Regions from separate parts of the Mus musculus genome. Here region 2 is linked to region 1. Evidence: chromatin contacts called from public Hi-C data. All regions are on one chromosome and are shown on one strand. The core of a region is the stretch at or near the end of the contact, and the rest is flanking DNA. Distances in the headings are between cores, read along the strand shown. Region 1 overlaps Grin2b (glutamate receptor, ionotropic, NMDA2B (epsilon 2)). Region 2 has its middle 26 kb from the start of Eif4a3l1.

Region 1 (5,578 bases), core at 3,061-5,560:
ACATGATGTGTGTAGAATGTGTATTGTGTGTACAGCGTGTGCAAGAGATGAACTGATCCCTCTGTCCTGGCACTTAGCATTCTTGCTTGGTTTCAAAGGAACAGGATAAATTTGCCTGGGGAATTGGAGAACTCATGTGAGAAATGATGTTTGAATTGGTCCCAAATAATCATGGAAGGTGGAGTACAAAGTCTTTCTTGGTGTCAGTGAGGGGAGGGCAGACTGTTGTGGGTGGTAAGACCAGTTGAAGTGCCTCTGCTGCAGACGTGTACACAAGGATCATTGAAAGCAGAGGAGCAGGAAAAAGGGAACGGATTGCCTTTTAGACAGCTCAAAGATGGACTAGACAGCACTTAGTGGCCAAGTTCTCCCTCATGCCAGTTCATTTATCCCTTAATTTAATAAACATTTATCTGAGCTCCATAATGAAGGCCAAACATTGTGCTAAATACTTGAAAAAAAATCAAAAGATGCTGCTTCTCCCTTAACAGGGTTCAAGTAGAATTAGGAAGGCAGACACTACAATTAACATGAAGTACAATGGATACTAGAGAGGGAGAGGGACCCGTGCTGTTGAAGAGGAAAGTGCAAAGGTTTCCAAGAAGCTCTGGTACTTTGCTTAGAACTATATCTGCAGGGCTTAGGTAAAGACAGTGCTTGCTTAGCAGAGTAAATGAAGCTTGGTTGGGTGGATGGAGAGGCAGGTGACTGACAACATTCTCCCACACTTTAATGCAGGCCAAAGAAGAGACCTTTCCCAGAGAGTTTAAAGATGGAAAGGCAAAGATACACACTGCTGTGTTCCTAGGTGCAAGTGTTGGGGGCTCACTAGGTATTCGACTGCAAGATGGAGTCTCTTCAGGGTATCCTGGGAACTCTACTGGAGGCTTGGAAACTTCTGAGCTAGTTAGCCAAAGTAGGATGTGTGTAGCTGTTTATCTGTCTTTTTTTATCACCTGAAATTCAATAAAATCTTGTGGAAGCTTCATCCATTAGAAATCAGGGATACTGAGGAAAAAGGCCAGAGATTTTGGAAAGTAGCATCAATCTGGAGTTCGGCCTGATGGGAGAATCCTAAGCACAGTGGAGCCTCCAGGCAGAGTGTTTAAGGTTGTTTGAAGGTTGCTCCAGTTCACCAGAAGAGACGTCATCTAACTGCCAACCTAGAGATTCAAGATCTCATTTCATAGACTTTTCCTTAGAAGGTAGATGAGAGCCTTCATCAAGACTTTGAAATCCAACAGGTTTTGAAAAGAAGGCATTGCTGTAACTCAATAAGCATTAAAATCTCCCCTAATATGAAGCTTCATTCGGCAAGTATGTCCCACTTAATTTGAAATGAATAGCGCTTATAGTTTTTATGTTTCATGGAATAAACATTTGCATGATACCTTAAAAGGTCTTGTTCCGGACACCCCTAGGATAATGATTGGAAATATTTGGCAGTGACACTTTATTATCTTATTAAAATCTGAAATTTTGGCATCAAAAACATATCCTGCTACCATCTTATATAAAGGATCACGGGTTTTACTTCCTTTGGGTATTTGGAAAGATGTAGGACAAGGTACATGTGGATCTTGCATGTGTGCAGGACCTATGCCTGGTCCTCAGGAGGGTGTAGTACTGTTCCCTCTCTTGGCTGTCTACACTGCCATAAGACAATCCTTAAGACTAGATGGTTTAAACAACAAATACAATTTCCCCACTCCCATATAAAGCTAGCAATTGTCTCTCCTTCCTTGACTTAGAGATGACCACCTTAAACCCATGTCCTCACATGGGTTTTCCTCTACGTGCTAACAATCACTTAAATTTTATCACTTCCTCAAAAGCCCCAAGTCCAAACCAAGCCACAGTCTGAAGTCACCAGGCTTAAGGCTCCAACACATGAAACTCAGATTGACACATTGCGTCCCATCACACTCCTACAGGGTGTTTCAAAGGAGTGAATGTATTCTTCCATGGCTGTGCAGTGTGGCAGTAATGCGCGTCTGGGGATGCCGAGTAGCCTCTATTGTGGCATACTCTGTGGAGGGACACTAAGTTGATGGCTGGTGATCATGTGTGATCGTGTGTGTGTGTGTGTGTGTGTGTGTGTGTGTGTGTGTGTGTAGACCAGAGGTTGAGTTTAAGCATCTCCCTCAGTCACTCTTTACCATATGTTTTGAAACGGGGTCTCCCACTGAATCCGGAGCTCATCAGTTGTGCTAAACTGGCTGGTGAGCTCAGGGATGGCCCTGTCTCCCATTCCCCAGCACTAGGATTTCAGGTGCATGTGCTAGGTCTGCCTTTTGATTGTGGGTTCTGGGAGATGGAACTTAGGGATTCATGCTTGTGTGGCACGGCTGAGACATCCCCAGCCCTAGTGGCTGGCAATCACAAGGCAATGAGTGTCCTCTCCCTAGAACTACTGAATGCCTCCACACTGAACTGCTCCCTTGTGTTTTACCTGCGCCCTTTAAACAGTGTGTTTGTGCCCTGTGAAGCACTTTAAGAGGAACAAATGGATTTTGTGATTCCAAGAGAGCTTAGGCAAGATGCTTAGACAGCACAGATGTGGAAGCAGCAGCTATGGATTTTGGAATGGGTGAACTCTGATGTCTCCCAGAAACAGCCTTGAATTCAGCCATGCTCCTGTCTCCAAGCCACTGGGTCCTCCTTCCTTCCTGTTTTTTGATAAGAATAAAGGGGGTCGGACCATTCAGCTTTTTCACTGAACACTGAAATGCTTTGCAAATATCACCATACTCATTAGGGCCATCATAGATTGTTAATTAAATTACAAACCAATATATCATACGAATGTTCAGACTAAACACAAAAGGAACCTATTTTGCCAGCACTGGCTGCCTTCTTGAGTCATGCCGAATTATTCAGTCCTCTTTTTACAATTTCAACATTCAGGAGAAACAACAGAAAGTGGCAACAATTGCCACTATGAGACATAAATCAAAATGAATAATTCAGAACTCCTGTGTCATCTCACTCTGTCCTGCCTGCCTCTGACCGACCCTGGCTTTGCTTTCCATTTTACAGTGCTCAGTAAGGCAGGCAGAAGAGAATTCTCAGCTTGAGCAATAAAGATATAGACACAGGGCTTCCTCGTGAGTCGCCCCAGAAGATCCATTCTTGAGCTGCTGGAGACTCAGTCTGACATTAGTTCCTCTTTGCTTACACATGCACACACACACACACACCTTTGTGTGTGTGTGTGTGCAGGCTTGTCTCCCATTTGGAGGTTCAAAACCTGCCAGCCTTTTTCCAATCAGCAGTTGTTTAAGCTTTCCACTCTTGTATCCCCCTCAATGATATCAAACAGCAGCCGGATCTTCAGGGTCCTCTCAGCCGTGACGCCTTTTTGTATTCACACAATGCACACGTGTCCAGGCCAGTTGCCCTAAATTCATATTTAAACGTGGAGGAAGACCTGAACTCAGGAATGGGATTGCCAGGTCTCAACTGCAATCCCTGGCGGGTGTGCAGGCTGGTCAGCTGGATCAGCAGCCTTTCTCACATGCTCTGTCAAGTTCCCAAGCATCTGCTGGCTAACAGGATTCTTGGCCTTTCTTTTGCTCCAGGTCAGTGGGCATCACTCCAGATGGGATGGAGTCACTCTGCCCAGCCAGAGTCCAGATCAGTGCACTACAGGCTCGCCATCGCTCATTCCCCTGGAGCCACTGCAGAAAGGGAAGAGGGGCAGGGTGAGGCACAAGAACGTGCTAAAGAGCCCAGGATTCTTTACGTAGAAATTTCTACCATAGTCTAGAGTCCAAGTCCCAGCTTTAGTTTAGTTTCATATTGACAACCAAGAGATAGGAGTGGAGAGGGGACAGAGGGGGACAGAGGGAAGGAGGGAGGGAAGGAAGGAGGGAGAGAGAGAGAACCCTACCAAACTCCAGTTAGTCATCAATGGTAAAGATTAAGGAGAACCTCTTGGATGCTCTAAATTAATTAAATCTTTCATATTTGCATGCTGGCATGCCAGGCAGAGAAGAGAAGATAATGTACCCAGTGGATGGGATTAGCATGCCTATGTCTTTAATACATAACTTGGCAAGATTTTTTTTTAAAATTTGCAATTTAAGTGCAGGGGTTCAGTGATATGAGTTTTCATTTTCTCATTTTTGTCTTTCCCTTTGCACCAAAAAGGGGAAGAAACCTGCTTTTCCCCCCTCTTATTTTAAGGACACCGATGTGCATTAAGATTGCCAGGTTAATGCCTGGCGGAGCCCCTGCCTTCCCAGCAGTCTTTAATCATTTGTGAGGGGGCTGGAGGCATGGTGATACAGAGGTGGGTGTTGGAGAGAAAGGGGAGATGCTTTGGCTTCAGAGGGCCTGGAGGCAGAGTCACTGAGAGCTGTCTCCATGGTAGTGCTATGGAAACCAGGTCCCGAGCCTTTCTTCTTCCTGGAGTGGAATTTCCATGCTTCATATAGCATGGGCTCCAGTGCAGCCCCTGGCATCTGATCCACATGGTGGCTTTACCATTGTCACCTTGTGTGACCTATTCTTCTGGCCTCTTAGAAGTAGGGGGAGTGTTAAATATAAGAATATAGTCTGAAACACAGGGGTAAATTCTGAATCTTAAAAATCTCTCCCACTTTTTTTTTTTTAAATCAGGATAGAGGATAAAAAGTTAGTTTTCCTCCGAGTTGTCCCTTTTACCAGTTACATTTTGTAGCATTGCTAAGTCCCATGGTATCACAGGGGCCAATGTTTTGCTCCCATTTTCTTAGTATGTTTCGGGATCTGCCGTCACACCGTGATCTCATGCTTCCCATGCCTTGGCACATGTGGGCTAGGACGCCGGTCATGGTTGAGTCACTATAGGTTCTTCATTATGCAAATTTCTCCACAGTGTGTGCATGGCTGGCAGGGGTTACAGTAGAAACCCTTCATACACAGGGGACTGTGGTGGGGGGCGGTGCACGTGTGTGCACGGGTGTTCACTCTCCCGACATGGGGGGCCGATTGTGCTTGCAGTGACCACCTGCTTGTGTTCTTTTAATGGAAAGATTCCAGTGTTGGGAATGACGTCAAATGCAGCTCATGAATACAAGTACCAGAGGAAAGAAAATGGGTAAAATCTACAGGCATGGTTTTGAGAATGGGAGAAAGAAAATGAATGAGGGTTTCAACCCTACCTTTTTACTTCATAAATAGGCAAAATGAGCTTTTGTGAACAACAGCAGACTAGGCTAGTTTACAGGGAATGCTTATTTTGCTCATTTTGTTAGACTTTAAAAACTGGCAAGCTTATACTCACAGGCTTACAGACAAACTCTGCTTGTCATTTTGTAGAGAAACATTCCCAAAGGGCATTTATTAGAATGTGAATCTGTATTTTCTTTGGTATTTTCTATTTTCTCCCTGTATAAATACATACGCTATTCTCTCTCTTGCTCCCGTTCCCTCTCCCTCTCTCTCTCTGTCTCCCCCTCTCTCCGTTTCTCTTCTTTCCCCCAAATTCATCTCCCAATTACCTTCTTTAATCGTCCCATTTCAGTTATCCCATTTCTTTTCTCAGTTAACAACCCACTCAAGTTGTTTTCTTCCTCTTCCTATTCCTCCTCTT
Region 2 (5,439 bases), core at 937-3,436, 360 kb before region 1:
AGCACCAGCATGGCAGCTCACCAATGTCTGTAACTTCAGTTCTAAGGGGATCTGGTGTCCTCTTTTGGTCTCTTTAGGTACATATACGATGCCCATGTGTATATGACAGGCAAGACATGTATACATAAGAAATAAATCTTAAAAAAGAGATGCGCCTTGATTAGCACTCAGAGCAGAATGATAATTATGTTTGGAGGGATAGACACAGGAAGGCACTTTAACGTTTTAGATGAAAGAATGAACTTCAAACACCAGATAAAGAACAGAACTCACACTTAATAAATGCATTGATAATAATAGTGTCATCCTTGACTCATTAGAGTGTTATCTTCTACACAGCAGTGCAGGGAAAAAAATACACCTTTGCTGTAGGGAAAAATATTCATCTGGTTGTAATAGTGTAAACATTTCAAAATGTGGTTACACTCTTTATTGATTATTTGGGAATCTCACATCATTCATGCCAATCACAGTCCTATGTCCACCCCCTTAAGTGGACACCCCCCCCAATACAAGTCTATTTTATGTTGTCCATATACTCAGTAGAGCATGGTCAAAGTCAAAAGCCAGTCCTCCAAGGGCAGATAAGTCTTTCTCCACCTGTACTTCCTCCTGAAGCCATCAACTGTGGAGAGTCATTCAGCAGCTGATGAGGGGCAGGGCCAGCTTCAGACATCAACACAGCTTCAGCTGTCAGTCCAGACCATGAACATCTGCATGGCCTTCGGTGGTAACATGAGCATCAGACATACACAGCCCCTGGCCATATCAGGTGCACAGACCCAGTCATGGCCCTCAGGGGCTGCATGGACCCTGAGCCTCAGCATGGCCTCAAGTGACTACACAGGCCACTCCTACCAGCATGTCTTAAGACAGCAAAGCCCAAGGTCACCACCAAGGCATCAGTCAGAGGCACGGACTGCATATGTCCACAGGGACCCCAGGCTTCATCATGGCCAGGGGCAGCAGCATGGACCACAGACACCAACACGGCCACTGGTGGCATTCTAGACCAAGTGGTCCTTTCCCCATCCAGGGCCTCCATCATTACCCAGAGCCAGGGCGATCCTCACTCCGACTAGCATGTTCCGTGGGCTAAGTCTGCATCTGTGTAAGCTCCAGGCTGCTGCACACCACTGTGCTGACTCCACTTTCTGACTTTCTCATCTTCCCATCTCCCCATGGAGCATTTGTTCATTGTAGGGATGCCCACTACCTGCACCAGAAAGACATGGTGGCTTGGTTTGTTTCCTCCGTGTGTGTGTGTGTGTGTGTGTGTGTGTGTGTGTGTGTGTGTGTGTGTGTGTGTATACACACATGCTACAGTACATGTGTGGCATACGGGGGACCACTTGTAGGTGGTTCTATTCTACCCTGTGGATCCTGGGGATAGAACTCTGGTCCTCAGACTTGGCAGCAGACACCTACTGAGCCATCTTGCCAGCCCTAACGTAGAGATTTAAAAGTTATTCACCACCTCCTATTTAGTCTCATTAGAAGGCTGAGGACCATTAAGCCCAGAGAAAGGATATTCTGTGGAAATTCCATGTAGTTAACTGGAAAATAAACTATGGGTTTTAGCAAGTATTATTGGTGGACTATTAAGCGTTCGGTCTACACTAATTATGAGAGACTATATATTAAATATTTACAACTAGCCCAATTTTTACAGTGTCATGAAGTTTAATGGAAATAACAAGTCCAAATTCATACAGACAAAACACAGTGGGAGTTAAAATAGGTGAGTTAGCTCAGAGATGCTTGGATGCAAGGTTCAGACACTGAAGATTTCTAAGTAGTATTTATAAAAAAGGTTATTTTTTTCTTGTGTGTGTGCATGTGTGTGCGCGTTCGACAGTATGCGTGTTATGTGCATGCAGTGCCTGTAGAGGGCAGAAGAGAGCATCTGCCCCCCCCCCCAACTAGAGTTAACAGTTGAGGCAGTTTTAAGTCAACCAATGTAGATATTGCAAACCAATCCAGGTTCTCTGCAAGAGCAGTACACGCATTTACTGTTGAGTCATTTCCCCAGATCTCTAAGTAGTCATAAAACAAGCAATGTACACTGTTCCCTGGAAGTCTCTGGAATTTAAGGATGTGTTACCTGAATTTTAGATGCAAAGGCTTCTAGGCTTGCAAATGAGAACAAGTTTGGGTGCATTCTCTCCATCTGTCACTAGGTGGAGTCCGCGCACCAATAAGCCATGCAGGTTTGGGGAGTGAACAGCATTTATTCTAGGAAGTCAGGGAGCCAGGAAAGCTGGTTTTGATTTAAGTGCTAAAAAGCTCACTCCCTCTGACAGCTGGCTTTATTTCTTTTCTGGATAATATAGACGAGGAAGATGAGTGGTCTCCGGAGGTGTAGAGAACTGCAAAAGCCAAGAGCTATGTGGGACCAAGGCATGATCAACGAATCCTGGTCTTTCCCAGGGCGGATGTAAGGATCAGATATGTGGCTGGGCAGTGGAATAATGGGCTGAGGGAGCAGAACGCACCAGCACTCTGCCCTGTGCGCTCTGCCTGCCTTCAGCCTTTCAACCTTTCACATTACATAATGCTGAGTACACCTAATGTTTCCAATGGAAATAGCTAAAACAAAGAGTGGTGTTATCATGGGAACATCCGAGTGCATAACACTTGGCAGTTTTAGAGCACCTTCTCTTGCACTCAGCCTGGAGGTATCTGGATGGTCTCACTGGGGACAGATCTTCTTGAACCAAAGAACGTAGGATAAGGATGGGGAGGTTGGCCATTCTTCCTCTGACTCGAAGTCTTCACAGAAGTCAGGGCTCTCTAGAGAATTGAGTCAGACTCATCCCACCCTCCCATCTATCCCTCCTTCCCTCCATCTCTGCTTTCCATATCTATCATACCACCCATCCATCTATCACCTATCTCTATATAATTAGCCATTTATTTCTCTACTATTGATCTCTCATCTGTCATATTTAGCTATCTATTTCTATTATCTATCTATCTATCTATCTATCTATCTATCTATCTATCTATCTATTTATCTATCTATCTATCTACCTATCATCTGCCTATCTATTTATCTATCTTCTACTGTCTGCTTGCATATCTTCTATCTATCAATATCTACCTATCTACCTATCTATGTCTGTCTGTCTATCTATCTATCTATCTATCTATCTATCTATCTATCTATCTATCTATCAATCTATCTATCTATGTCTACCTATCTATGTCTATCTCTCTCTGTGTCTATCTATCTATCTATCTATCTATCTATCTATCTATCTATCTATCTATCTATCTATCTATCTATCTATCTATCTATGTCTACCTATCTATGTCTATCTGTCTGTCTGTCTATCTCTCTCTGTGTCTGTCTGTCTGTCTGTCTGTCTATCTATCTATCTATCTATCTATCTATCTATCTATCTATCTATGTCTACCTATCTATGTCTATCTCTCTCTCTCTGTGTCTGTCTGTCTATCTATCTATCTATCTATCTATCTATCTATCTATCTATCTATCTATCTATCTTCCCTCCCTTTTCTCATCTATCTCAGGATTATGGAGGCTGGCAAGTCCAGGGTCCAGGCCTCCAGAGTACACTTGATGCTACAGCTTGAGTCTGAGGGCAGCCTGCTGGCAAAATGCCTCTTCTTTGAGGAATCCCAGACTTTTTCTTAAGGCCTTCAGCTAATTAGATGAGGCTACCCACCTTACAGAGGGCAATGTCCTCCACTGCAAGTCTATTGATTTAAGTGCTAATCTTATTTGAAAACATCTTCACAGACACAGGCAGGCGTGCTTGACAGGATGCCCGAGTATCATGGCCTAGCTAAATTGACACATAAAACTGACTCTAGCAGATATGCAGCAAATTCCCTGCCAGGCTCTGAGAGCAATGCTGCTTTGTGCTGTCCTTGCCAGAGCACAAAATCACCTCCGCCTCTTCTCATGGCCTTTCCTGTCCTGATATTGAGTATGGACAATGATCATTCACATGATTAAAATGGTCTGACATATATTAAAAACCATGCGTTTGCTTTTAATCCTGAGCACAAGTGCTTGCCTGCCTGAGCGGATTTGTCCCTCATATGTGTGGGTGCCAGTAGAGGCTAGAAGAGGGTGGTGTCCAGTGCTCTGGAACTCGAATTGCAGATGGTTTTGGGCTGCCATGTAGACGCTGGGAACTGATCCCAGGGCCTCTGCAAAAGCAAGTGTTCCCAGTTGCTGAGCCATCTTTCCAGCCCCTACACAAGCCTTTTCATTGCAATCTTCTCTTTAAAGACCCCAGAGTGCTGGGGGCTTCTAGTTATTAAAAATATGTATCTACACTTGGCTTCCAGTGCTCTCAGTCTGCATTATAATTATGTCAGCTTTGATAATTCTTTTCTGTAGAGAACTTAGACAATGTGTACATTAAATAAAGTACTTTTCATGTAAGAGACATACCAAGTGTTATTTTTAAAAGGGTCCCCAGAGACGCCGTGTTTAATTTTAAATTTCTGCATCTAGCAACAGATGGAAGCATGGAAGAAGGAAATGACTTGCTCAAGACCACAGGGTTGTTTAATGAGAACACAGGGGCCAGCACCTAGCCTCGTTCATCCTATATGGCATCAGGGGACACCCTCTGAAAGTGTAGTGACAGGGCTGGGGATATAGCTGGAGTGCTTGCCTGTCATGCATGAAGCCCTGGGTTTCAGCTCCTGGCATCTCAAAACAATGGACGCGGTTCTATAGCCCTGTAATTCTAGCTTTCAAGAGGTAGAGGCAGGAGGGTCAGAAGTTCAAGGTCATCCATGGTTACATAGCAGGTTTGAGGCCACCCTGTGTTAGTTACATGGAGAAAAGTTGCAGGGATCACCTCATGGGCTATACACTTCTGATCAGTCGTGCTGTCTGTCCATCATGTGTATAAACAGCTCCAGTGACTGTCACTGTCCAGTGAAGCAGTGGTTAAGACCCAAGGAAAACATGAGAACGCCGAAGTCCTAGCCTTTCCCGCTGAAGCGGAAAAGTCTCTGCTACATCCTGTAGCAACGTGGGTGGAAAGTAATCAAGACTCAGGCTCCCGTGAGCCCTGGGCTTAGTGGTGTTGCTGCGCTTTCTGCGGAGAGTCTATCAAGCCCCGCAGAGTGGATTTGTGTTCTCCGCAAATTGAGATTTCTGAAGTGTACAGCACTACAAAGTTACACACATGCACAAGCTGGGTGTGGTGATGCGTGCCTGTAATCCCAGGTCTTGGGAGGTGGTGGCTGGAAGGTTTTAAGTTCAAGACCAGCCTGCACAGCAAGAAAAAAATTACACATACACACACTCAAGTGCACATGCAAAAAGCAGTTTCTTCAATGAATTCTGCAGACACATCTCTCTAAAGGGTTTCAATCTGAAGGTGATGGGAGTATGAGGTTTGACTCTGCTATGGATTCCTGGTGCGTCTGCTCACTGGCCACAGACCC

Evidence for each region. Hi-C and Micro-C count contacts between places; a contact is called where the count stands out from the background.
Region 2: a Hi-C map of cortical neurons shows a contact between it and region 1, with 3 times the contacts expected there. The contact joins two enhancer-like sites. A contact is called at or near these places in 1 of 484 Hi-C or Micro-C datasets (cortical neurons) and 1 of 115 datasets of contacts at active chromatin or transcription factors (astrocytes).

What each region holds. Positions count from the first base shown.
Region 1 is chr6:135,992,878-135,998,455 of GRCm38.p6, reverse strand. The region is part of intron 4 of Grin2b (glutamate receptor, ionotropic, NMDA2B (epsilon 2)); the gene reads left to right. Among named protein-coding and RNA genes, the nearest start is that of Gm14330, 140 kb to the right of the region's middle. Within about 2 kb of position 4,310, at least 9 of the 459 cell types and tissues checked have an H3K27ac peak or open chromatin away from gene starts, as enhancers often do. A contact at or near this core is called in cortical neurons, where this site is marked.
Region 2 is chr6:136,350,603-136,356,041 of GRCm38.p6, reverse strand. No RefSeq gene overlaps it. Among named protein-coding and RNA genes, the nearest start is that of Eif4a3l1, 26 kb to the right of the region's middle. Within about 2 kb of position 2,186, at least 18 of the 459 cell types and tissues checked have an H3K27ac peak or open chromatin away from gene starts, as enhancers often do. A contact at or near this core is called in cortical neurons, where this site is marked.